Regions from separate parts of the Sus scrofa genome. Here regions 1, 2, 4, 5, 6 and 7 are each linked to region 3. Evidence: chromatin contacts called from public HiChIP or PLAC-seq data. All regions are on one chromosome and are shown on one strand. Each heading gives the region's core, a stretch centred on a gene start, on an enhancer-like site or on the middle of the called end of the contact. The rest is flanking DNA. Distances are from core to core; before and after follow the strand shown. Region 1 has its middle 140 kb from the start of BCL6. Region 2 has its middle 120 kb from the start of LPP. Region 3 overlaps LPP (lipoma-preferred partner). Region 4 has its middle 140 kb from the start of LPP. Region 5 overlaps LPP (lipoma-preferred partner). Region 6 has its middle 200 kb from the start of LPP. Region 7 has its middle 110 kb from the start of BCL6.

What was found. HiChIP or PLAC-seq counts read pairs in DNA pulled down with a chosen protein or histone mark.
Region 1: a contact with region 3 is called in an H3K27ac HiChIP or PLAC-seq map of alveolar macrophages. The contact joins two enhancer-like sites. A contact is called at or near these places in 2 of 2 datasets of contacts at active chromatin or transcription factors (alveolar macrophages and skeletal muscle).
Region 2: an H3K27ac HiChIP or PLAC-seq map of alveolar macrophages shows a contact between it and region 3. The contact joins two enhancer-like sites. A contact is called at or near these places in 1 of 47 Hi-C or Micro-C datasets (skeletal muscle) and 2 of 2 datasets of contacts at active chromatin or transcription factors (alveolar macrophages and skeletal muscle).
Region 4: a contact with region 3 is called in an H3K27ac HiChIP or PLAC-seq map of alveolar macrophages. The contact joins two enhancer-like sites. A contact is called at or near these places in 2 of 2 datasets of contacts at active chromatin or transcription factors (alveolar macrophages and skeletal muscle).
Region 5: an H3K27ac HiChIP or PLAC-seq map of alveolar macrophages shows a contact between it and region 3. The contact joins two enhancer-like sites. A contact is called at or near these places in 3 of 47 Hi-C or Micro-C datasets (embryonic fibroblasts, fibroblasts and subcutaneous adipose tissue) and 2 of 2 datasets of contacts at active chromatin or transcription factors (alveolar macrophages and skeletal muscle).
Region 6: an H3K27ac HiChIP or PLAC-seq map of alveolar macrophages shows a contact between it and region 3. The contact joins two enhancer-like sites. A contact is called at or near these places in 1 of 47 Hi-C or Micro-C datasets (heart right ventricle) and 2 of 2 datasets of contacts at active chromatin or transcription factors (alveolar macrophages and skeletal muscle).
Region 7: a contact with region 3 is called in an H3K27ac HiChIP or PLAC-seq map of alveolar macrophages. The contact joins two enhancer-like sites. A contact is called at or near these places in 2 of 2 datasets of contacts at active chromatin or transcription factors (alveolar macrophages and skeletal muscle).

The regions. Positions count from the first base shown.
Region 1 is chr13:125,525,397-125,529,028 of Sscrofa11.1, reverse strand. No RefSeq gene overlaps it. Among named protein-coding and RNA genes, the nearest start is that of BCL6, 140 kb to the right of the region's middle. Within about 2 kb of position 1,323, at least 26 of the 83 cell types and tissues checked have an H3K27ac peak or open chromatin away from gene starts, as enhancers often do. A contact at or near this core is called in alveolar macrophages, where this site is marked.
Region 2 is chr13:125,664,053-125,667,672 of Sscrofa11.1, reverse strand. No RefSeq gene overlaps it. Among named protein-coding and RNA genes, the nearest start is that of LPP, 120 kb to the left of the region's middle. Within about 2 kb of position 1,777, at least 2 of the 83 cell types and tissues checked have an H3K27ac peak or open chromatin away from gene starts, as enhancers often do. A contact at or near this core is called in alveolar macrophages, where this site is marked.
Region 3 is chr13:125,975,359-125,979,297 of Sscrofa11.1, reverse strand. All of the region lies in intron 2 of LPP (lipoma-preferred partner), which reads right to left. Among named protein-coding and RNA genes, the nearest start is that of LPP, 190 kb to the right of the region's middle. Within about 2 kb of position 2,072, at least 14 of the 83 cell types and tissues checked have an H3K27ac peak or open chromatin away from gene starts, as enhancers often do. A contact at or near this core is called in alveolar macrophages, where this site is marked.
Region 4 is chr13:125,639,846-125,643,628 of Sscrofa11.1, reverse strand. No RefSeq gene overlaps it. Among named protein-coding and RNA genes, the nearest start is that of LPP, 140 kb to the left of the region's middle. Within about 2 kb of position 2,433, at least 20 of the 83 cell types and tissues checked have an H3K27ac peak or open chromatin away from gene starts, as enhancers often do. A contact at or near this core is called in alveolar macrophages, where this site is marked.
Region 5 is chr13:126,346,381-126,350,318 of Sscrofa11.1, reverse strand. All of the region lies in intron 7 of LPP (lipoma-preferred partner), which reads right to left. Among named protein-coding and RNA genes, the nearest start is that of MIR28, 66 kb to the right of the region's middle. Within about 2 kb of position 2,273, at least 4 of the 83 cell types and tissues checked have an H3K27ac peak or open chromatin away from gene starts, as enhancers often do. A contact at or near this core is called in alveolar macrophages, where this site is marked.
Region 6 is chr13:125,585,470-125,589,052 of Sscrofa11.1, reverse strand. No RefSeq gene overlaps it. Among named protein-coding and RNA genes, the nearest start is that of LPP, 200 kb to the left of the region's middle. Within about 2 kb of position 1,447, at least 22 of the 83 cell types and tissues checked have an H3K27ac peak or open chromatin away from gene starts, as enhancers often do. A contact at or near this core is called in alveolar macrophages, where this site is marked.
Region 7 is chr13:125,493,352-125,496,941 of Sscrofa11.1, reverse strand. No RefSeq gene overlaps it. Among named protein-coding and RNA genes, the nearest start is that of BCL6, 110 kb to the right of the region's middle. Within about 2 kb of position 2,156, at least 10 of the 83 cell types and tissues checked have an H3K27ac peak or open chromatin away from gene starts, as enhancers often do. A contact at or near this core is called in alveolar macrophages, where this site is marked.

The DNA of each region.
Region 1 (3,632 bases), core at 74-2,573, 450 kb after region 3:
TGCAATCATCCATGTCCCGTCCCCCACTCTGGCCTTCGATTCTACATCTGCAAAGTGAGAGGAATTAAATTATGCCTGGCATCCCATCCAGGTCCCAGTGTCTCTGATTAAAAGCGTATGTTCAGGAATGGACCCTGCTTGCTGCCGGGATCCTTGTGCATCTTGAAGCCCAGGCCCAAGGGGCTGGAGCCTGGAGCTGCGCCCAAACACAGCCTGGCTTGGCGTTCAGCACTCTATCTGGCTGCCAAAAGGCCAGAATTCTCTAGAGAATATGAGTCCAATCTGGCCAACTTCTGATGGCCTTAAGTTATCCTCTGACCTCGAACTTCTGATTATCTGAAGTTTATTAAAAAAAAAAAAAGGGCTTAGGAATAGACATTATATCTCTCTGGAGACCCGCTTCCTTTCTTCCTTTAATTACATTCGTTCAACAACAGGGAATGGGAACTAGGCGTCAAGCAGCGTGTCTGTAATCTTTGCTTCTGCTTTTTTTGCAAGTCACATCAAAAGCAGGATTACCAAAAATGTTCCCGGAGTTCCTGTCGTGGCTTAGTGGTAATGAACCCAACTAGTATACATTGAGGACACCGGTTCAATCCCTGGCCTTGAAAAGTGGTTAAAGATCCAGCATTGCCATGAGCTGTGGTGTAGGTCTCAAATGTGTCTCGGATTCTGCGTTGCTGTGGCTGTGGCCAGGCCAGCAGCTGTAGCTCCAATTTGACCCCTAGCTTGGGAACTTCCATATGCTGCGGATGCAGCCCTAAAAAGACAAAAAAAAAAAAAAAGGAGATTCCTTGGCAGGAGGGTTTGTGAAGCCATGTGGCTTCCTCTTGAGAAAGAAAGGAAGACCTAGGTTACATGCATCTTTAAAGTATGAAGATGTGAAATCTATCACATTTGCTAATAACAATGTCTGATATTCAGAGCTGGTCCACTTCAATTACTTTTCTTTTAAATTTTTTCCCCTTTTTGGCTGTGCCTGTGGCATACATAAATTCCTGAGCCAGGGACTGAACCCAAGCCACAGCAGTGACAAAGCCAAATCCTTAACTGCTAGATCACTAGGGAACTCCCAATCGCTTTTAAAAACAGCTTCTTTACTGTCTTGCAAAGGAAATAGGTGAGGAAAATGCTTTCTGTATCTGGCTCCAAGATCAATTGTAAGGCTCAAAGGTAACATTAGATTTAAAGCACAATTCTTTTTCTTCTGCATGATTCCTTCCCCATTTTTGATGGGATGTGAAATGACTCAACGTCACTCAGGAAGCACATTTCTGAGCCATGCTGCAGAGAGTCTTTCTGCATCTTGACCCAGTGTTGCTTCTCCTAGGTCAAGCACCTTGCTTTGGATCTCAGCCATCATCTGGTTTCATTCTGTAGAGACTCAGGTGAAAGATCCTCCTGCCCCCAGGAAAAGGGCCTTTCTCTGCCACTATCCCAGGGCTCTGCATAAGCTGAGGCTGAGGGCCACTCTCTTCTAGCCTCTCTGCCTTCTAAGTTAAGGAGCTGGTTTTGGTTTCATTTCTACTAGAGTGAGGAAAAAAAAGGAGCTGATTTGATCCTTGCTCCACTCCCAGGGCAGAGATCGCTCAGACTTCTCTCCCACAGCCCTCTGTGTGCTGCCAACAGTCCCACAGGCATAAAGAAGAGGGCAATTGCGAGAGTCTGGGGACAGCAGTTTCACAATTCACCACAAGGCTCCAGGGCAGCTTGGAAGAGATGGTTGTAGCCATGTGGGGCAGTAGGTAGAATGCTGGCCTAGACTCCAGTTACTACTCTGCCACTGAAGCACTGTGTGACCTTAGGCACGTTACTGAACCTCTGTAGGCCTCTTTTTCCTCAAGTGTCAAACTAGGAAATCAGATGCTTTATAGAGTAGAAAATTTTCAGATTTGAAAAGTACTTTGGGTATCATCTAGCTCATCCTGTTTAGTTTGTACACTTGGAAACTGAGGACTAGAGAAGGGGAGTAACTTACTAATGACAGGTAAATAACAGGGTAATTTCTAGAAGACAAGACTTCATGTTGCAGTGCTGCTTTGTCTTCTGGATAATTTCCAAGGTTCTCCCCAGCTCCATGAGTCTATACTTTAAAGGCACAGTCCCTTATCAGCTCTGGCTGTCGTCTTTGGGCTTGGTATTGTGTTGGTCACCGCGTGCTTCCTTTGGAACTCTTGGTGACACTGCTTCTGTCCAGATACTTTCCCCATTACAGGATTCTTCAATTTCGTGTAAGGCTGGGCAAATGATCTGCTTAGCCACACCTCTGGCAGTCCTGTTGTAATGCTTATAATGGTCTAGGCTCATTTCAGACAGAAAATTCAGACAGGGTGTTGGGCAAGAGCAGGGTCAGCTTGGTGACTTGGCCTCGTGTATAGACAGAGACATTGCAGTAACTGCCAAGAGACCTATGTCCAGCTTGGCCCCTGAGTCACTTAGTGACCTTGAACAAGCCACATTTCCCTTCCAAGCCTCAATATCTCCATATTTAAAACTTGTTGATTGAAGTAGATAATTCCTAAGGTACCTTCCAGCTCTGCTATTCCATAGCAGAAACTTGCCCAAACTTTTAATTCCTTAGGGGATCTTGCTTAGAAACTAAGAGAATGATCTTCATCACAGGAAGTCTGAGAATGCTTGCAGGATAATAAAATAAGTATTAGGCAAAAAAATAAGAATTTTATGTAGCCCTTTGCTTTTGGATCATATTTTCTAATGTCTATATCAAATAATTGCGTCATAACCATGTTTCAATTTTCATATGAAGAGAGGAAGAAGGAGAAATAGAAGTAACAATTGCTATAGAAATTAGCCAAGCTTTATCAAAATACGATCTCATTTGGTAGGACATAACTGGATCCTCAGCTTCATAGATGTAGATTCTGCCTTCAGCACTCATATCTACCAGGGAGCTCCAGCATAGAGATAAGGGAGCCAAATACAAAGGATGAGATTTTAAAGCCTGTATAAAGGACAGAGGGGAGAGAGATCACTTACTGTTTAGGGGTATCAGAAAAGTCTTCATGGAAACATTTGCATTTGATTTTGGCTTGGGGAAATAAATAGTCAATGAGAAGCACGAGGAGGCCAATCAGAGGAAATACTATGAACAAAGGCAGAAGCAGGGAAAGCATGTGAAGTCTGGTGACCCGTGAATTGGTAGTTTGTTTGGCTAGGGCACAAAACTGTGATATTATTAGTCAGAAAGAAGACTAATTGAATTCATGTGTTATACCTCCCTGGCTAACACATAAGTTATGTTAGGGCAAAAATATTTGTTCAATTCATTTTTGTAACCCTATCAAAGATGACACATAATCATTTCTCAAAATTCATTTAATGAATAAAATAAATTATATTATGTGGTAATTTTTCCTGCAAACCATCCATGCACTGTGTAAACATAAGTCAATTTTAACATGATACTTATCGTGTTGACTGTTGCGGATTTGAAGTGCCATCCCTCAGCCCTTTGAACGTAGATAGGTGATTTCATCTGGGGAAGGAGGTTGTGTCATATTCATCTGCTTCTAGCAGTTCAAATGTGATATGTACAAGAGGCTGAATTCAGCAACTCTGATGCAGAAATAAGCCCAACAACCATAGTCCCTTGGATAGCCTATGGGGCCAGT
Region 2 (3,620 bases), core at 528-3,027, 310 kb after region 3:
GTATAAAATTCAGTGTTTTCTAGTGTCCTGATTAAGTTTGGTATTAATCCTCACTGTCCAATTTTAGAATATTTTCATTATCACATTTAGAAACCCTGGTGCACCCATTAGCAGTCTATCCTCATTCCCATTCTCACTCTTTCTTTCTTTTTTCTTCCTTGCTTTTTTTTTTTTTTTTATCTTTTAGGGCTGCACTTTCAGCATATGGAAGTTCCCAGGTTAGGGGGTCAAATTGGAGCTGCAGCTGCTGGTTTCCACCACAGCCACAGCAACGCCAGATCGTAGCCATATCTTCAACCTATACCACAGCTCATGGCAATGCCAGATCCTTAACCCACTGAAGGAGGCCAGGAATTAAACCCACATCCTCATGGATACCGTTTAGGTTTGTAACCCATTGAACCGCAACGGTAACTCCCCCCATTCTCATTATTTCTGATTCTCAACTTTGTTCCATTGACCTCTATGTCTTGTTTTCTTCAGTGATCACTGTCTTTTTTATTTTGCTATATAATGATTTTAATTTTTTTTCCATTATAGCTGGTTTACAGTGTTCTGTCAATTTTCTATCGTACAGCATGGTGACCCAGTTTCACTTACATGTACATGTACTTTTTTCTCACATTATAAATGCTCCATCATAAGTGACCAGACATAGTTCCAGTGCTACACAGCCAAAATAATGCCTTTTGCAGCAACATGGATGGAACTAGACACTCTGACACTGAGTGAAGTAAGTCAGAAACAGAAAGACAAATACCATATGATATCACTTACATCTGGAATCTAATGTATAGCACAAATGAACCTTTCCACAGAAAAGAAAATCATGGACTTGGAGAATAGACTTGTGACTGCCAAGGGGGAGGGGGAGGGAGCGGGATGGATGGGGTGCTTGGGTTTAATAGATGCAGACTATTGCCTTTGGAATGGATTAGCAATGTGATCACTATCTTGATTACTATAGCTTAGTAGTAAATTTTGAAATCGAGACCTGTGAGTTCTCCAACTTTGCTGTTGTTCAAGATCATTTGGCAATTCTGAGTCCCTTGTGTTTCCATCTGATTACTATGATCAACCGCCAATTTCTACAAAAAACAGCTAGGATTTTGACAAGAGATTGCACTATATCTCTAGATTATTCGGGGGAGTGTTGACACAATATTCCATCTTTGATTCATGAACATGGGATGTATTACCATTTATTTAGATCTTTAGTTTCTTTTAACAATGTGTTTTAGTTTTCGATAAAGAAAACAAATTTTGTATTCCTTTTGTTAAATTTATTCCTAAGGATTTTATTCTTTTTAATATTATTCTAAATGGGGTTATTTTCCTAATTTCATTTTTAGATTTTTCATTACTAGTGTCTAAAAATATAATTGGTTTTTATATATAGATTTTGTATCCTGCAACTTTACTGAACTTGTTATTAGTTTTAAAAGTATTTTGGTGGGAGTTCCTGCTACAGTGCAGGTTAGGAATCCAACTACAGTGGCTTGGGCAGCTGTGGAGATGTGGGTTTGATCCTTGGCCTGGTGCAGTGGGTTAAAGATCCAGTGTGGCCACAGCTGTGGCACAGGTTGCAGCTGCAGTGTGGATTCAATCCCTGGCCCAGGAACTTCCATATGTCATGGCTGAGGCCATAAAAGCAATAAATAAATAAATAAAATTATTTTTTGTGGATTACATAGGTTTTCTTATATACAAGATTATGTCATGTGCAGTTAGAAGTAGTTTTACTTCTTCCTTCTCAATCTGGGAGTGTATTTTTTTTTTTTTTTTCTTGCCTAATTGCCCTGGCTAAAATCTCTAGTGCAATACTGACCACATGTACTGACTGGATGTTCTTGTCTTGTTAAACATCTTAGGAAGACAGCTTTCAGTCTTTGACCAGTAAGTTTAATGTTAGCTAGGGTTTTCATAGATGTCCTTTATCAGACTGAGGAAGATTCCTTCTATTTCTAACTTGTTGAGTGTTTTCCTTTTTTTAAAAAAAAAATCGTGACAAGGTGTTGGATTTTGTTAAATACTTTTTCTGTGTATGCTGAGATGGTCATTTTTTGCTTTTTATTCTATTAATAGGATGCTTTGATTTTCATATGTTGAGCCAACTGTCAATCCTTGGGATAAATATCCCTTGGTGATGGTGTATAATCCTTTTTATGTATTGCTAGAGTCCCTCTTTCTCTTATATCTTCCATATTTTTTCTATTGATTTCTTTCCTTTAGCTGATAAACATACTCAAACTTCTTTCTTAATAACAGAGAACAAAACAAACTTACCTCATGGATGCTATATCCCCAAGCTGCTGCCTTATCTTTCTTCTTCCATTTTTATTCACGTTTTGGAAACGCCTGTCCTCTGTTTTGGCTTAATACTGATTTGTAACAATCATAGGGAAACTGCTTTCATTAAAATCACAAAGGGCTTTCTAGGAGTTCCCTCATGGTGCAGGAGGTTAAGTATCTGGCTTTGTCACTGCAGTGACTTGGGGCGATACTGGGTGGGTTTGATCCCTGGCCCAGAAATTTCCACATGCCATGGGTGTGGCCAGAAAACCCCAAATGATCAAAAAGGACTTCCTAATTACCAAAATCCATGAACACTTTTCAGCCTTTATTTTTTTAGACTTACATATCACTCTACAGTTTCTCTGCTTCCTTCCTCTTTGAAACTTTCAAATCCCAGGCTTCCTTCCTTCTCTCTCTCTTCTATCCTTCCTCTCTCTCTCTCTCTCTCTTTCTCTCTCTCTCTCTCTCTTTCTTTCTTTCCTTTTTCTTCTTCCTTCCTTCCTTCATTTTTCCTTTCTTTTTGATTATAGCTTCCTGCTCTCATTTGTGGGCACTTTTCCCCATGCTTATAAAATAATGGTGTTCCTTAAGTATCTGTCTTTAGTGCATTTCTCTTCTCACTTTCTAACTTGTCTGGGAAACCTTATAAACACTCTCACTTCTATTATCATTTGTATGCTGATGAGGCCTGAATTGTTACCTTTTCTCAGACCTAGACAGGTATATTCAAACACCTTCTGGACCCTACCACTTCTTCAAAGTCCCACAGGATTATAAAATATAAGATGTCAAAACAAAACTTTGAAAAAAACAAAAAACAACAAACAAACAAACAAACAAAACAAAACTTTGAAGCCTTCTTATGCTGCCTAACCTGGCCTTCCTCTAACTTGTGGCAAACCTCTGGAAAATTTAAACAGCTTCCTAGATGAGGTGAGAATTGCCCTTGTTTACCAAGGCATATTGGTAGTCCTGCCTTTTCATTGGTGACAGATGCTGTTGTGTAGCAGAAAGAGAGAATTCAACATTTTACCCTGCTTTTAGAGAGCTTTCAGTATTAAGTATGAAACAGAAACAGACAGAGCTGATGATATTACAAGGTAGGTTAAGAATAGTTTGAGAGAAAAAAGAGAGAAAATAATAATAGAAAATTAAAGGAGAATGAGCTGGGTTCTGCCTGGGAAGTTAGCAGAATGGCAGACCTCTTGAACAGGGTGACTTTTGAATTGGGAAAGGAAGGTGAGTGGAACTTAGATGCAGCAGAGGGGTTAAGAATTGGCTGAGCTATCGTGGGGTATAAAGCCAGGATGTGCAGGAGGGAGTGT
Region 3 (3,939 bases), core at 823-3,322:
CAGAAATTTAATGAACCTATCTACAAAACAGAAACAGAATCACAGACGTAGAGAAGAGACTTATGGTTGCCAAGGGGGAGAGAGGAGGGAGTGGATGGACTGGGAATGTGGGGTTAGGGCAAACTATTACTTAGAATGGATAAGCAATGAGGTCCTATTGTACAGCACAGGGAACTATACCCAATCTCTCAGAATAGAACATGATGGAAGATAATATGAGAAAAAAAAATGTGTGTATATATATATATGTGTGTGTGTGTGTAAGTGGGTCACTTTGCTGTACAGCATAATTTGGCACAACACTGTAAATCAACTATAATTAAAAAATAAATTTTTTAAATAAAAGAATTTAAAACAGAAATATAAGGACTTATAAATTTACCCACTAGCAATCTTACAAACCCTTGTAAATGACAACCACTATTAGTATTTCATCAGTCTTCTCAGGTTTACATGAGAAGTTCAGAAAATGAACACAATTTTCATAATCATTATCATAGTTTGAAGAAGTCCAATAAAAATGCACATTGCTTTTCTGATGTGAGCACAGGCCCACAACCATTGGTGTGAGAATCATTTTCAGAAACCAAAAACAGCTTTCCTAAAATCTCAGCACCACTTCAGCCCCACCTTCCAACCCACATCTCATTAAAAAACAAAGCCATTTCTTTCATGCCTCATAATTAATGATAAAGTGAGTCAACTATACAAACAAAACACCAACAATAATTTACTGTGAACATTGTTGCATTTGTACTGCACTTATATATCTACTCTCTCATTTGATGTTTTTCATGAGCTTCTGCAGCAGGAAGAAATGGAATAATTGTTTTAGAGATGAAGAGATTCAACTCTACAAGATGTGATTTGCCCCAAAACACACAGCTCATAAGAAGTAATGACAAGATGTGAATTCAGGATTCTCGAGATTCTCCAACTAAACTTGTGTTCACTTATTCAACATTGTCTCTCTTATCTGAAGTGTTTAATCAAGCACAAGAAGTTGATAATGGAGCCCTAGGGAAGTTATCTAATTGGATAGAGCCTCAGATGGGTTCTCTTAAAACATAAAAGAAGGAAAGAGAAAGAGAGAGAGAGAGAAAGGAAGAAATAAACCACTTCGGGTAAAGATAGTTAAATTTCCTGGAAAACAGGGGTCTTGAACTGTCCTTTAAAGATGTATTAATCAAAGCAAGCCCACAAACTGACAATTTCAGAATCATTTCGGAGCTTGTTAGAAATATAAATTTTTCCACACTGTGTTCTCAGGCCTCCAGGACAATAACCTCTGAGGCACAGACTGCCCAGGTGATTCCAATGCATAGAAAGTTTGAAAAGTGTTGCTTGAAAGTAAAAGTCAGACCTGAGTAAATAACAAGACGGTTACAGGTAGGCTAAAAAGGGGGAAGGGGGGAAGGGCGTTGGGGAGGGGGGACAACATGAAAAATTAGGAGGCCTAGAATCCAGAAAATTCAAGAAATGTCAGCAAAAAAAGGTTCAGAACACTGGGCTGGGAAGGTAGTATCCTGTGAAGGACAGGGTCCGAATAAACCTGGGGTGAAATCTTGAACTAGAGAAAGCTGAATGCAAGCAGAGCAGTCTCTAGAACCACTCAGGCCCAAAGTTTAAATCTTGAGAGAAAGTATGTAGACCTAAGCAACAAAAGCATCATGTGATGCAGGACAAGAGGTCCCTCAGGGTTTAGAAGGTCTTCAGAAGAGAACCTCTTTTACAACCTGGAGAAACACAAGTTCACCAGACAGACAAGGATGGAAAGAACCATGGCAAAGGGCCAAGGTGTAAAACAAGATCTATTTAGCACCAGTGAGGCACCCTTGATTCAGTGTCCTCATCTGTACAAGAAGAGATTAATGATCCTAACCCAGTTGAACTATTGAGAAGATTAAATAAAACAGTTCTACACAATGACTCCAAATGTGATGTCCGGCACAGAGTGGACACTCAACACAGTACACTGACTTTCTTTCTCTTCCAGGCCACTGCAGTTCGTGAGAGTGAGCTAGGCATTGGGTCCTCTCTCGGGCTGGTTGGTAAGTGACTGATTTGGAGGATGTTTTCTCATAAAAGTTCACAGGGCAGCCTGCTGGGGGAGGTCCCGTGGTTATGAAGCATCACACTCAGCCACATTCCATTTTAAGACCTACAGCTCCTTCACTTCCTGCTTCTCACTCTTACTTTTTTCAGAGGGGCTGCAGGTTCTCAAGGTTATCTTGAGCACAGCTTTCTTTCTAAATGACACATAACCACTTCTACAGGCAAAAGTGCTCTGTGTAACTTCTTCTTTCAGAATGGGACTCTGGGCTGCCTGAAAATGGATCTAGGTCCATTCCCAGATGATCTCTTGGAAAGCAGACATGAATCAGTCCAGCAGGTTGGCTGGAGGTCTCCAAGAGTCTGTCTACAGGGGGATATTAACTAGGGTTGCTCAAAGGGAAAAACCAAGTTCCAGAGTCAATTGAAAGCAAGCTGACCGCTGTCCCACAGGGTTTCCTGAAAGATTTAGCAAGCTAATGTACTTTGTCAGTACCTAAGAGGGCGCCAGAGTATGCCGCATTCTCCAGGCTTACAGGGACCAATTTTAAGAGTGGTATCTCCTTGGACTACTATTTACTGACCATGCAGGAGAAAACAATACGTCAGCGCATGATATAGATAAGGCAGGGATCATCCGTTTGCTTAGAGTCCATTCCCAGAAAGATTAAGAAGGTGGCAGCATTTTTGTTATGCTTCTTCACCTTCCCATTCATTATCTATACTCACCGCATCCTCCTCTTCCTCCACAAGCCCTTTCCCTTCCCCATTACTCTGTGCACGCTGTTTTACAAAGAATCTGCTAATTCGATAAACTAATGCCTTCTTTTTCAACACTTTGCACATCGGTGCCTCTATTATGTTATTCATTCCATTTGCTTAGGAAGCATCCCCTTTATCAAAATCCTATTAATTCAAGGCCAACCCAAATGTCACTTCCCCCAAGAAGCCTTCCTTAATCCCCTGCCCTCCACACCAGTTGGAAGTAATCGTTCTTTGCTCCTCACTGAACTTTCTCAGCAAGTTTCCACTTTCTACCTTAAATGATAGTTATCTGTGTGCTGTCTCACCTTCACCAGTTGGTTCACCCCTTTCCTAATACTTTCACACCTGTCATCTTGGTTCATCCCTACAACATGCTGGGAGGAAGAACAGGCAGGTATAATTATACTCATAGTATGGAGTAAATGTAGCTTAGTGGTTAGAAGTGGAGTTGCTAGAGACAGACTATCTGAGTTCAAGTCCTAGATAAACTCTCTGGTTCTCAATTTTTCATCTGTGAAATGGCAGTAATAGCAATACCTTCCTCAGAGGGGGATTATGGGGATTAAGTGAGTTAATGAGGCAAAGTACTCACACCTAACTAAATATGCATTTTTCTAAATCTTTTTAGGGCCGCACGGTGGCATATGGAAGTTCCCAGGCTAGGGGTCGAACTGGAGCTGTAGCTGCTGGTCTATGCCACAGCCATAGCAATGACAGATCCAAGCCACATCTGTGACCTACACCACAGCTGAAATGCCAGATTGATTAACCACTGAGCTAGGCCAGGGATCAAACCCGCATCCTATGGATCCTAGTTGGATTCATTACTACTGAGCCACGATGGGAACTCCTCAATATGCATTTAGTAAGGGTTCCAGGGGAGTTTAGAAGTGGCCAGGTCAGAATTTTCCAGATTTATGTCATGTTTCTTTCCTCAATAATGTTATCTTTCAGCATTGCTCATTCATTGGGTAAATATTTATTGAGCTCATAGATGAGCCAAGAGTGACTCTAGGCAACTAGAATACAGAGAAGACAGACAGGGCTCTGAATTCTCAGTCCTTACAATCTAGCAAGAGGCAGAGGGAGTCCATGCAAAAGTTAAATACTAAACAAATGAGA
Region 4 (3,783 bases), core at 1,184-3,683, 340 kb after region 3:
ATGGCCTGGACATTTTTTGTTTTGTCCACTTAACTGCAGCCCAGAGAACAGTATTTTATGGTCAGCTCTGAAACACTGCCCCAAACAGGAAAGGGGGTCTATCAAGATATAAGTCATAAAGGTGAAGGGGGAGGTACCTGCAGCCAGGCACACATTTTACAGAAGTTTGTTGCTGGTCTCAGGAAGGTTACTACTAGTCACGAGGAGCAGACATCACTGTGAAGGGTTTTAATGTTTTTCTAGATATGAGGAGATGCAAGGAGTGGAATCATAAAATCTTCTCCCCAAAATATCTAACTATCTGAGGACCTATTTTTCCAGTTTTCCCAGAGCATAGAGTACCTCACTCCTGGTCTCCACCCTGAGCTCTCCTTGGGGGGCGCTGTGGGTTGGCAGCAGCACTGGCTCATGTTTTACTCCATCATGTTTGGCTGATGGCAAGTGCCAAACTTCAGTTCACACGCATGCCAGGAAGGTACTGCCTCAGAGTGTTGGCACTTGCTGTTTTTTTTGCTGACATTCCCCCAGCCTGAACATCATTTGTCCCCGTGGCTTAATTGTTTACCTCCTCAGGTCTTGACTCAAACATCACGTTTCAATGAGATGGTCACCGAACAACATAGGTAAAATCATATCACAGCCCCCCCAATGCTTCTTAACCTTCATTTTCTTTATTTTTCAAGGCATGTATAACTCTCTAACATACTCTGTATTTTACTTTTATCTCAGTCTCTGTCCGAGTGCCTCAATTAGAATGGAAGCTTTAGGAAGGCAGGACTTTTGTCCATTTTGGTCACTATTGAATGTGCCTAGAAGAGAGCGTGGCATGTAGTGGGCAGTCCATAATGCATCATGGGGATGAGGGAGTGAATGAAATTCTTCTGGTGCTAGGAAGACATCTGTATATATAATATATATATTAAATTAAATACAGGATTGGGAGTTCCTGTGGTGGCACAGCAAAAAAGAATCCAACTAGGAATCATGAGGTTGCGGGTTTGATCCCTGGCCTTGCTCAGTGGGTTAAGAATCCAGTGTTGTTATAAGCTGTAGTGTAGGCTGCAGACACGGCTCAGATGTGGTGTTGCTGTGGCTCTGGCGTAGGCTGGTGGCTACAGCTCCGATTGGACCCCTAGCCTGGGAACCTCTATATGCCGCAATGTGGCGCTAAAAGGACAAAAGACACACACACAAAAATTAAAATAAAATAAAAAAAATAAATTAAGTATAGTATTAATTAATTTAATACTTGTAAAATATATTTAAAATGAACAGTTAATTGATATAATTAATTAAAAGTCTGTGATCTTGAAAAGAACCTTGAATTGACAGAGAAAGACAAATACAGTATGATATCACTTATATGTGGAATCTAAAAAATAAAACAAACGAGTGAATATAACAAAAAAGAATCAGATTCACAGATACAGAGAACAAACTAGTGGTTACCAGTGGCGAGAGGGGTCAGGGGGAGGAAATTAAGAAGTACAAACTATTAGATATAAAATAAGTTACACAGATATATATCGTACAACATGGGGGAATATAGCCAATGTTTATAATAACTATAAATGGAGCATAGCCTTAAATTTTTTTAAAAAAGAAACTCTGAATGGAGTTTGAGGAGTTGGTATCAATTCTGGCATCTTTAAAACAGATCTGCCGGGGAAGAAGCATTCCATCTCCCTGCCTGCGCATCTGCCCTTGTGAAATAGGTATAATGTCCCCTTTGCACCTTATAGGATTATCACGAGAGTCAAACAAAATATTGCACAGGGGTGTGTAAAAACTAAAAGGCAAATCGCACACACACTCAAACCCCAGCAGGAATAAAATACTGTTATATTAATGTTTAGTTATCACATAATGAAAGAATTTGAACGTGATCTTCCTTAACCAACAGTGATAGAAACTCATAACATGACAAGAGAGCTGGGTGTCCTGTAGGACTTAATTTTCATGTGCTACCGTGAGGCTGTCTGAGGAACTTATCTTATGAAACCCGAGTGTTACTTGGGAGCTTATCAGGAGTGTTTCATGAGGGGAAAAGAGAACAGAGCCTAGCCGTGTCATGGAATATTCCTTCCTTTCTTCCATTGCCCCCAGCCCGGTGCTGTTGCCTTTCTTGCTGTGTATTATTGACAGAGGAAATGCTGATTCATGGGTCTGAGTTACAGGAAACCTTGTTTCCTGGTGAAGAAACAAGCCTGGTGGTGCTGCCAGCCTCCTTCTCCGCCAGTTTCTGCCACAGGCCCTTCTCCCGGGGCCTGACTGACAAGGGGTAGAGCCAACTCGAGCTTAACCAGTGAAGTCACTTTCCCTTGGAATTGAGTTTAACACTCTGTTTCTCCAGACCCTTCAGCTCTGACTCCATGATACCTTTCCAGCTGGGTTCCCTCCCCGCCCCTCTTGCATCCTGAGCTGCAGCCACACATGACCACTCCCAGTCCTTTGTGAATGTCTTATATTTTCCAGTCTCAATGCTTTGGCTCACGATGTGCCCCAGCCTGGAATGGCCCCTGACCCAGTGTCGGTTCATTGAAATCCTACCCATGCTGCAGTTCTGCTCAGCAGCTACCTGCTATGTGAAGCCTGCTGGGTTTCCTTCTCTTTGTTTTTCTTCTTTTTAGTAGGGCTATTTCCAAATATGCACATAAGTGGACAAGCTGTATGGTGAAATTCTGGGTGCCCATCGCCCAGCTTCAGCAATGACCTGATTTCTTTGAAATAACACTTGATCCCTCCTTTTTTTGAACTTGTCTAGTAGCTCTTATGTTCTGTGCTTAATCCATGCTTCTGAACTGAGTTTGAAGAAGGTGAATTGAAGGATTTAGAATGCTCTGTTTACCCACCTGCCACAATGGGGAACCTGAAGCCCAGAGGAGGGAGGGGAGTTGCTCAATGTCCTAAGACAGGGAGTGGCAAGCTGAGATCAGAGTCTTCTGAAGGGCCTCGCGGTCTAAGTGGAAGATGCGGATAGTATTCTCATCACAAGTACATGCTCCTGGATCTCAAGCACTGCAGGAGTTCAGGTTAAGTGATTAGTAAGTGTGTGTTGAATGAATATATTAATCTTCTATCCAATTGATTAATACGATGACCTCTTAGGCTTTGCACAGAGCAGCCCCCTGGTCCTCTCTGTGCTGTAATCTGATATTAACATGCCAAAGATATGCATTGGAGATATCTGACTTAAATGGAGAGAAAAGCCATGTAAATTCTAAAGAACACTAAGAGTTGGTGAAAAGTGTATGTTGATAAATATTTTAAAATAAGTTCTGGGAGTTCCCGTCGTGGCTCAGTGGTTAATGAACCCCACTAATATACATGAGGACTCGGGTCTGATCCCTGGCCTCACTCAGGTGGGTTAAGGATCTGGCGTTGCTGTGGCTGTGGTATAGGTTGGTAGCTGCAGCTCCAATTCGACCCCTAGCCTGGGAACCTCCATATGTTGTGGGTGTGGCCTTAAAAAGACAAAAATAAATAAAATAAGTTCCGAGGTATTATTACATGGATTAGAATTCTGTAGCGGAAGAGCTGAAATGATCCTGAGTTAATCTGCACTAGAAAGTAGGAGAGAAATGGCCCTGAATTTTTTTTCTTAAATTCTGTGGTTTGGAGTACTTGTGCATTTGGTAATTTGGGAGGAAGGCAAGAAGAAAAAGTGTGGAAAGAGAGGGCAAAAACTAAAGAGCTGGTGGGGAAATAATGGCAGTTCTTCATCTTGATCCAGATGAGGCTCAAATCTAGGTTTTGGAAGGACAGCAAGAGGTCATCTGGATG
Region 5 (3,938 bases), core at 1,024-3,523, 370 kb before region 3:
TCAGACAGAACTGAGAGCCAGTATTACTCATGAGCTATGGAAGCCTGGACAAATTTCCTGAATTTTCTGAGCCTAAAGTCCCTTGTTTTCAAAACAAGTAGTTGAGTCATCTATCCAATTATTTTTTAAACCCCTCAACAAACATACTTACTGAGTCTCTATTTTGCATTGAGTCCTGTGCACAGTGGTAACCTTTTTTTTCCAGTCTCTGTAAAAAATCCATGATGATGACTGCCTTGAAGCCCTGGCCACAAAGGACAATGATAGGAACAGTCATCATTAGGAGCAATGATACAATAGCACTAGAACCAGCAGGTCCTGCTTCTTTCTCCCTCCAACTATAGGAGGTAGAAGACAACGTGAAAATGAAGAGCTTATTTTATTTAGGACCAGACATGTACGCTCCGGACCCTCCTCTAAAGATTGTGGTCAGGGGAGTTCCCATCGGGGCGCAGCGGAAACAAATCCAACTAGGAATCATGAGGTTGTGAGTTCGATCCCTGGCCTCACTCGGTGGGTTAAGGATCTGGCGTTGTTGTGAGCTTCAGTGTAGTTCGCAGACATGGCTTGGATCTGGCGTTGCTGTGGCTGTGGTGTAGGCTGGCAACTGTAGGTAGCTGTGATTAGACCCCTAGCCTGGGAACCTCCATATGCCTCAGGTGCTGCCGTAAAAAGCAAAAAAAAAAAAAAAAAAAAAAGAAAAGATTGTGGTCAGTGTGAGGGAAAGAGGCAGCTGTGTCGTTGAAGCAGTTATGTAAGATTTATTTTCACCAATGGGTACTAATAGAATTCAGTGCTGAAAATTCAATCCTGATCCTGAAACAATTTGTAGACCCCAGAGCAATGATAATCAGGATTTATTCAGCACTTATTATCTGCGAAGCACTGTTTTAAGTATTTAAATATATTACCTCAAGTAATCCTTCCAACAATCTGATGACGTAGGTCCTCTCATTATCTTCATCATAGCTAAAGAAATGGCAGCCTGCAGATTAGGTAACTTGCCCAAGACCACAGAGTTAACTATTGAAGCTGCAATTAGGGGCCAGGCAGTCCAGCCTTAAAGCCCACTTAACCTGTCCTCTAACTTTAGAATTCCAAAATCCTTAAAAAACATCCGGCCTGACAGGAAACTTGCACAAACCTTACAACATCCCTAATAGGAATATTAGTATCTGTTTTGGCTAAAGCAAGATTTCGAGTTAATTTTTACACATAGACATTTTCATAATCTGGCTATTAATTTTTAATCTATTCTTCTATATTTAAAATTTGTTTCATGATGGATCTGTTAACAGGAAAAACAATGTTTACTAGTACTAGTAACTGCTACTGTGGTGATTTTTGACATATGATTAAAATGTGCTCTTTGGTAACTCTCATGGGAACTTCTGTTTCCCTCAGTCTCCACTTAAAGTTGAAAAAACTTTAAATTTGCCCAGTTGCTTTTAGTTTTATTGCTGGGAAATCTCCAAACATATTCTGGTTATTTAAGAGCAACCCTAACACTGGGTTTTCCTGAATTGTATTTCAAATCCACAGTCTTCTCCTTATAATAGTAACAAGTGCACCTTATATTTAACGTTGCCTTATAATAGTAAATGTGTTTTCCCATCTGATACTGCCAAAAGCGCAGAATGAAAATTATAACATTAGTTCTTTTAAATTTCTAATAGATGAAAACTGAGTAATCCTGCAAGTTCACATAAAACTTCGTTTCCATGTTCTCATTTGAATCTTAACAATAACTAAAAGCCACGTAAGACAATTATCCTCTTTTAGAAAATGTGTTAACCTAGGAATAACCTTGTGCATGACTTGAGAGGTAGATAATGGAGAAGTTGGAAATCAAGTTCAGTTCATTTGACCCCATGTCTAGAGATCTTTGAACTGGACCACATTTCCTGTATGCATGGTGCTGGACCCAGAGATGATGATCTTCTTGCTTGATACTATGTCCCAGGGAAGCCAATCAGTCTTCCTGGGTTTTGATTTTTCTACTTGGTGCTGAAATGCCCATAACATATTTTAGGACTTTTAAAAGTCCTAAAATGTAAGAGCATGTGAAAACTTAGAAAACATCCCGTCTAATTTCTTTTAGAGAGGAAAACACAAAGGCTCAGATAGAGGCAGTGCCTTGATTAAGATCCTACAGGAAGCTAACAGCAGAAATGACACCTCAATTAAGGCCTTTAAGCTCTCAGTACAGCACACTTTCAGCTGCACAAAAGCATTCTCCACTTTCTACTTCAAATATTAGTTTCATTCCACTAGTAGGCGCTGTTGCCTGAGCATAAAGAATTTCTCCCTCCACATAAGGTAACGTTTCATTGTAAATGGAAGTATTGTGTGGGAATCTGCAGCCCACATAGATGACTCCTACATGATTCCAGAGCAAGGATAACTCCATTATCCTTCGAACCAGCACAACCACTCTGTTTCTGTCTGAAACACCTGGTATACTTTGGATTTGTACATCTGTATGTTCTAAAAATGGAAAATATGGCAGCAGGATGTAGAGTACTAGGTTTTGCAGAAGAATCTTGGGATCGGTGAAGGCCAGGCTCTGGTTTCTGTTTGACCATAGCTGGTCTGAACTGATTTGTTTTGTAAACTGGAGTTACATTCAATATTCATTTGCAGGTTTGTTAATAATAATAAATAACATATTATTATTCTTTTAAAGAATAAAAAAACACTTGAGTGGAATAAGTAGCAGATTTGTGGTGAGAAAAATTGGATTCTAGTCCTAGTTCTACCAGTGTGTGTGTGTGTGTGTGTGTGTGTGTGTGTGTGTGTGTGTGTGTTAGAGAAAATTTGGGCAAGCAATGAGGTGACTCAAAGTGTTACTGGGGAGCAACTAGGTTACTCAAAGTGTTACATATATTTTATATAAATAAAATTATAAACAACAATAAATGTAAGGAATTCCATAAGATATATCACTGTAAAATAAATTTCTATGAATATTAATACAAATAATGTGCACAACTGAGTAGAAAATATTTATGTATCTGGAGCTTGAATCCAGAGATCACATTCTAAGGAATTCCTATGCAAAAGTCACAAGATGGAATGCGGTACTGGATGTGAGTGGATAGATTTTGAGGATCTAAGCTTCTTGGCAATGCTGGCAGTGCCATTTATCTTCTCAGTAGAGTGGGCAGATGGATGCCATGAATATTTGACACATGATGCTACATCAGGGCTCAGAAGGAGACCCAGGCATGGAGTCTTAGACCTCAGGCCATCTTCGCCCTTGCGTGTCTGTAAAATGCTCATTGCTAAACTGCAGTCAGCATGGATTCCATCTCTGGCACTTGCATAGCAACACAGCTCTCTGAGTGCTGAAGTGACATCGTGGGAACAGTTATTAATAACTGTATGTATGCACACAGTATGTGGAAATATGCAAGTTTGAAAGTGATTAGCGCATTACTTTTAAGTAATATTTCCCACCAGGACTATGCTCCTGGAAAAATTCCTCTCTCAAAAATCTTGCACAATTGTCTGCTATCACTTACCAGAATGTTTGGGATAAAAAAAAAATGGTGTCAATTTTAAGGAAACACACTTCTCAATTTTCTTTGTTAACATCTGAATAAAACATGAGAAGGTTCCTACTTTTTCCCTCTCCCCTTTCATTCAGAGAGTAAGTCTCTCCACAGTCTTGCTTTGTGTGAGAGAGGAAAGTCACCCTTCTTTGCAACCTCCAGAATAGCACGATCACTGGGTTTACAGATAGAAAAGTTTAGATTCCATTCTAATAAACTCTACTATTATCATTTCAGAAGTATAGTGGAATGTTTAATAAATAAAAAAAAAAACAGCAAGGAATTACATTTCTACTTGTAGATACTAATAGTTCTGTGAGATCATGAGAGAGCAGCACAAAAAAGGCACAGAAAGTCCTAAAGGAAGTATTTAGTTGGGATTGA
Region 6 (3,583 bases), core at 198-2,697, 390 kb after region 3:
CCGCAAGAGTAGTGTGGCTGATGCAGGTTGAGGAATGTCACAAGGGAGAGTTCACTGTGGGCTGGCGGTATCCAGGTATCCAGGGGAAACTTCTAGCAGGAGGTATCCCTTAATGAAGCAGCATCTTAAAGGGCAGGCCTGGGTTGAAGTGTGGGGAATGAGGTCCGGAGCAGCCAGAGGATTAAGGTCCAAAGTATGTGGGTTTTTTGTTTTTTGTTTTTTGTCTTTTGTCTATTTAGGGCTGTACCTGTGGCATATGGAGGTTCCCAGGCTAAGGGTTGAATCAGATCTGTTGCTGCTGGCCTATGCCACAGCCACAGCAATGTGGGATCTGAGCTGCACCTGTGACCTACACCCAGCTCATGGGAATGCTGGATCCTTAACCCACTGAGCAAGGCCAGGGATAAAACCCTCATCCTCATGGATATAGTCGAGTTCGTTAAGCACTGAGCCATGACGGGAACTCCAAGGCCCAAAGTTTTAAAAAGTGCAGAGGACATTGTAGGAAATTCAGTGAGACACGCCAGTCAGAAGCAGTGTAACTAATGTTGAAGGAACGCTTTTGAGTCCCACTGGGAAGGGCCTTTAAAGACCAGCCAAGTCACTGGAAGTTTATCCTGTAGGCAGGAGGAGTGTCTGAAGCTTTGTGAATGCAGGAGGTGTCGGAGAAAAATGGTGATCCAGGAAGCTCCTTTTAGCCAACTATGCAGGATGGAGAATAAGGAGAGTAGTTGGGAGAAGAAAGATCACAAGGAGCAAAGGACTCAGAGTCAGGAGGATGACTATGCTGCTCTCTTTGTAAATGTAGTCAGTCCTGCTCAGATACCTACATAACTATATAGGGTTGTCTCTGCTCTAACATAAACAGCTGCCTTGACAGCCCCTCTGGGAGGTCCTAGACACCACATTTGATGAGGTTAAAATGCTTTGTGCATGATACAGCTGCAGAACAAATGGGGGATAATGACCCAGAATGCGGTGGAAGCATGAGTCGGTTGGTGGCCCTGGGGTTGAGCAGTTGGGTGTTGAGTGAGAGGCAAGTCTCCATTTAGGGGGTATCTTCCCTCTGGAGGGATTTCCTTTTCCCTCCTTGGCATGTCCTGTGTCACCTGGTACAGACTGGGGGCTAGCAAAAGTTGGGGGCGTGTCGAGTTAGTTGTCAAGAGCTGAAGACCAAAAGTCCCCCGGGTCCCTAGTAACTTCCTCAAGGGAAAGAAGAAAAAATACACAGCCAGCTTTTCAATCGCAAGCTTGAAATAAAAATAAACCGTCAGGTTACTGTTTCGCAGAGTTGCCGAGTAATACTGGAGGGCAAGGAAGAGTCAGTTTGCACAAGGTGGTTGCTCAATGGAAAGGTCTTGCCAGCGGAGCTGTCCCGGAAGGTCCGAGCAGAAGTCAGCACGGCTGCTCTCGGAGCTGCTCATTGGAAGCCAGGCCTTGACCTCATAGAAAAGAGGGCTAGCACGAACGAGTGGGATGAAAAACTGCTGAAAAGTGACTGGGTTAGGAGGTGGGAGAGAACTTACTGGGCTTTCAGCCAGCCCTGGACTTCTAGTGGAAGCATTTCACAATCTCCTCCTTTCTCTGTGGGTTATGTCCTTGAATTGAACAGCCAGTGGGGGCTTCTTGGGTGAGTGGAAAGTGCACTGGACTGGGGGGGCCAGATCTCTGCATTCGGCTGTCCAGTGGTGTGACCCTCCCTCGCTGGGCCAGAGTTAGACTAACCTGCATGATCTCAGGGGCTCCCTTCAAATCTAGACTCCTGGGAGGTACAGGACTGGCCAGCCTGTCTCTTCAGATTGGAATTCAGAGGGGACAGCCACTGTGAGTGAACTGACCTACAGCCTAGAGCCGCTGAGTTCTGAGGCCAGGCTTTAGCTCTGGCCAAAATAGCAACACAGGGAAAGTTTCAAACGAGGTAAAGCTTGGGGCAGAAGAGTTTGCCTGCCGACCAAGGCTTGCAATTTGGATGAATCAGAAAGCTGGGATGACCTCTGAGTTCACCCACAGCAAGCTGTGGAGCTCCGTGTATCTAGGATTTCCCTAATCAATTCCATGTACGAGGGCAGCATCTTCCCTTTGAGCTTGGAAGAATATAAGCCAAAGATCATTTCTCTCCCACTCTCATTTGCCTTCCCCAAGTCTCAGAAAATAGGACCTCTTCCCTTCCCATTCTCCCACTTCCTGAGCAGATTGCCAGTGGTAAATGCAGCACTTTCTTTTTCCTACTCACTTCCCCTGTTCTTTCTGGTCACCAGGAATAGCACTAGTCCAGGCTTTGGGAAGTAGGATAATAGGGCATGAGGGCAAAGTTCACTGAGCTGTCCTATTGGTCCCTTTGGCTGCCCAGGCTGTGCTGTGTATCCACGTAGGCAGAATCCAAGGGTGAGTTGCTCTGTCTCAATTCTGGAGAGACCAGTTATTCCCAAGCAGCTCAGGCTCACCATCGACTTTCTTTGGCCCTCCATCCAGAGGAACACTGAATAAAAGAAATCTTTACGGTGTACCTGTGATTCATTTTTAGATGAGTCAAAGTATTCAGAGGTAGATCAGTTTCTGCTTCCAAGGAAGGAGACAGATTAAGTGGGAAAATCACGCTAAAACTATGCATAAGACGAGGATAGCCAGAGTACAGGGAGATTTCAAAAGAAGTAGAACTAGTTGTTGTTTGGGAGGTTACAGAAGGCTGTGTGGAAGGAAAGACTTAAGATAGACCAAATGCTGACAACATTATGATTATGGTTATTATGATAGCTAACTTTTGTTTCAGTTCTTACTATGTTCTAGGTACTGTGCTAAGCCCTTGTATATTATCTTAGTTTCCCTTCATGAAAGCCCTTCCTGTTTAGATAGCATCATTTTGTAGATGAAGAATATGAGGCTTAGAGAGGTTAAGTAACTTTCCCAAGGCCACCCAGCTGCTAAATGACTAGAGCCCATGGTTTTCCCAGAGGTATATGGTTAGGAGGTATTCCTAGTGGGAGATAAAGAATGACAGCTTGGAGGGAGAACACACAGCATAATTTGATGTAGAGCTAGGAGTGGGTGAGGACCAGTGGGACTAGAGGGCCAGTGGGGAGTTTGACCTTGTTCTGGAAGCTACAGGAAGACTTAGGAGTATTTGAGCAGGACATGGCATGATGAGAAGCTGGCTCTTGGAGTATTAATTTGGCAGGAGAGCAGGAGAACCACAAGAGGACTGAATATGAGGGGGCTGAGCCCAGAGAGGAGGGTGTAAACAGAGAGTGAGGAGGGCCTGAGTTAGGATGGCTGGGCTGGGGGGGAAGGAGAGGAGCAACCTGAGTCGGAGTGCCCTGCCCTCTGCGTTAACAGCAGAGCACAGAGAAGTGAGGACCGCCTCACTCTGGTGAGGACCCACAGCTGTCAGGAGAGCTCTCCTGTCACTTGAGTCTTATGTTGGGCACCAGTGAGGTAGCTGGCACTCTTTTCTCATCTGTAGTGAGCTGCGCCTCTTCTGAACTGGAATCCTCTGTACATGTCTGATTTATACCTTTTTCATCACTCTCTTCACCCACTCTCAACACCCCAAAGCAGCAGAATCAAATGGATCATAGAGTCCTTT
Region 7 (3,590 bases), core at 907-3,406, 480 kb after region 3:
CTGCCCCTTTCTGGCAATGAACCTCTAGTTCACGTATTTGTTACACAAATAATTTGCAGTGATAATTTTTCACCCTGAATCCACCACTTCACAGATCTATTGTCTGGCTTCAAGGAATTCCCCATCTGCAAAAGTGTCCGTGAGGCAGAGTCTCAGTGATTGTGAAAGGGGCCTGCTGATAAGCCAGGTAAAACTGGTCTCCTGTCCATCTGCTCTTCTGTCTCTTTCCAATTAAGTCTCTGCCAAGACTCCTTGGGCTCTACCCCCAACCTGTTCTGCCCGCTCTTTCCAAAGTGCAGGCAACAATGTGGACATAGTCAGGGATACTCACCATATGCCCACTCTCCCTAGAATCAGCCTAGATCTCATAAGGGACCCATCGGACACTCAGATGTAAGATTTACCATCAAGAACCCTTTGAAGAGATAAGATATATATGCTCTAAGGATATGGCTGAAAGTCTGTGGTTCTACTAAAAGTTCAGAAGAGATGGATAACATCATGGGCCCTATGCTGGGCCTAGAAGGAAGCAGAGAGGAGTACAAAAAAAATTTCATTTGGAGGCATTCATTTTTTCACCATTTAGTCAATAAGCATCTGCCCCATCACAGGCTCTGAGCTAGGAGCCAGGCGTATAGAGGAATTAGATGGTATCCCGGTTCTTCAGAAGATCACAACCCCCAGGGGAGACACTCATGTGAAGATCATCATCCTGTGGTGCAATGCTCAGTAACACAGAGAAATTGACAGAGCTATGTTCAGGCAATGGCCAGATCTGCCTGGGAAAGGAAAAAGGTCTGACAGAAAAGGAAACCTCCCTCCACACCAAAGGGATCTGGAGTGTTTTGTGAAGATCAGATGAGCAAAATGGGGAGGTAGCCGGGGTAGAGTGCTTGTTTTAACCACGAGACCTGGGTTTTCGCCTGACTCTGCTGCTTCCCAGCTGAGTGATTGGGATCATGTTCCTCAAAGTCTCTGGGCTCCAGTTTTGTCACAAGCAAAATGAGGATCATAATACTTCCACAGGAATGGCTGGGAGGTTGAAGGAGAAAGGTGATAAAGGGGCAAGTAAAAGAATTTACCGTCATCATCACCATCATCATCATCACATAGGAAAGCACTTTGGAAATTCTCCATCCTGGTATAAATGAGCAAAGTTATTGGGGTGATGACTTAACTATTACCATGACTACCTTCCCTTGCCCACCAGGATCTTCCTTACATCTGGAAACAGAAGGACCTGTCTATGAATGAGCAGGATTCACTCTTGCCACCTACCACATCTTTTTCCTTCGGGCAAATCTTACTCTGTAAGGCCTCAGAATGTTAATTTTGCATCTGTAAGTCCTCCTGAGCATGATTATTAGCATTTTTTTTCCTTTAAGGAAATTAAATTATGTAGAGTCCACTAAACCGAAGGATATTTAAAGAGAGTTGGCCATATGCCCAGGGTTCACCTAGTCACCCAGGCATTACTGAACAGGCCATTTATTTCATAATTTCTCACAAGAAACTGTGGCAATGGCCAGAGATGACATAGGTGACAGATGAGTCAAGGAGAGAGGGTGACTCAGAGGCAACTATCTTAGCAACCTCCCCTCCGTCCCCCCACCGCAACACAACTGGCAGCCTTGAATATGCTAGCTTCCATAGAGATTTATACTTTTGTTTGGATATTGCTTTAAGGATATCAAAGGATCTGTATTCCTGGAAGCCTCCTTCCTTGTTTCTTCCCTGAGGCCCTTCAGACCATGCTCCAATTCATTCCTTTGTAATGAGAAGAATGCACATTCCTTGGGAATTTATTCTATGCCAAAAATCATACACTGTCTTTTACATTCATTGTTTTATTTACTCCTCACCACTGCCACCCAGGTGTGATGGTTAACCTCAACTTACAGATGAGGAAACTGTGGTGTAAAGAGAGCAAGTGGCTGGCCAAGGTGAGTCCAGGAATATCCGATAGGACTAGCCATACATAGGTAGTTCAACTCCAGAGCCCCTGCTGATGGCCATTCTGATATTCTACCTTTAGGTAGGAAAGGCTGGAGCTCCATGTCACAACAAAAATCTCAGTCACTTCTGCTCTGAGTCAATGCTGAGGATTGCCTTAGGATTGGCTTCTCAGAAAGCGAGAACTGTGGAAGAGAGGAAATTAGCTGAAGGGTGTTCTAGGCAGTCTTCTTCCTGTGCAGGCAGCCAGAGAAAGCCTGGCTCTGGGAACATGTCCTACAGAGCTCCTGCTGGCGGGTAGAGGAAGTTTACCTTAGTAAGGAAGAGAGAACATCTCTGAAAGAGGAAGAGCCAAGTTTAATGACTCTCCTTCAGACTCTGTCTCCCTGATTGCCTGTGCAAGATTTTTTTTTTTCCCTTGAGAAAATGTGATCAAGTTTATCACCTCAATCACAGCTCTGATCTTGTCTCACACTAAGAACCTCCAATAATGGTTTTTCACAGTCCTAATCAGCAGTCTCCAAACTTTCTGAGTATGGAGCCCCACCCATTAAAAGATTTATAATTTGTGTGCTCAAATGGATTCATAATACGTGTGTCTGCATGTGTGTCAAACCATGCCAGTGTATTATGCACATTATAAAAATAAATGAAAAATATAAATTATAAAGGAGATAAATGTGGAATAAAAAATACTTTAAAAGTCCTGCTAATCCTATAACATCATATTATCTTTTCTATCATCCCAAGACGTAATCAACACTCTACGAGGGGTTTATCATTAATCACAGGAGTGTAAACCCATATTTCAAGCATTCTTTCTGAGAATTTTGAGTTTTTTTTTTCTTTTTGCCTACTGCTTGTTATATGTGATTAGATCATCATTGGCTTTAACCCCTGAAATGTAGCCAGTGGGAAGCCAAGAAGAGGAGAAAACATCAGCTCTATCATTGTTTTGTTGTTGGCTTGTAATTGTTACAAGAATTATTCTCACTCCATGAGTTCTGTGCAGGAATCTTATAAAAGCACTTGTCCATTTAGTGAGAATTTATTTCATAAAATCGAGGTAAATCTTCCATAAATCCAAGAAAGTAGCTGAAGGAGAATGGAAGTATGGGGAGCTCATGGACCCTCTAGGGGCTGAGCATCACTACCCCTCCCTCAGAATAACCTTAGCTGGAGATGGACTCATTTTCCTTGGGATCCAACATGGGTCCCCTAGTCCATCTATGTAGGCAATAATAGGAACTTTACCTTCTTTTATGTAAATAAAACTAAATATAAATGAAGATCCCAGTTTGATTTGCACACCCTCCTGGGAGCATGCACTCCTCTTTGGGAACCTTTATCTACCCAAATGAGAGTCCTTAGCCTTCCAAGACTGGTGACCTACTTCTTCAGCCATATCTCCAACTGTTGCTAACCCCACACATTCCCATGGTCACCCACATACTGCCCTGTACAAACACAAAGGGCTGGACATCTTTCTCTGAAAACTTTCTTCCCATGAGCCTTTGCTCCAAATGTTCCCCCTGCTTGGAACATCCTTGCTTTCCACTGTGATCTTTTGAAATTTTACTCGTCCACAGAGGCTCACCTTAGCCTCCACCTTCTGTGGGAAATAATAATATCAACTC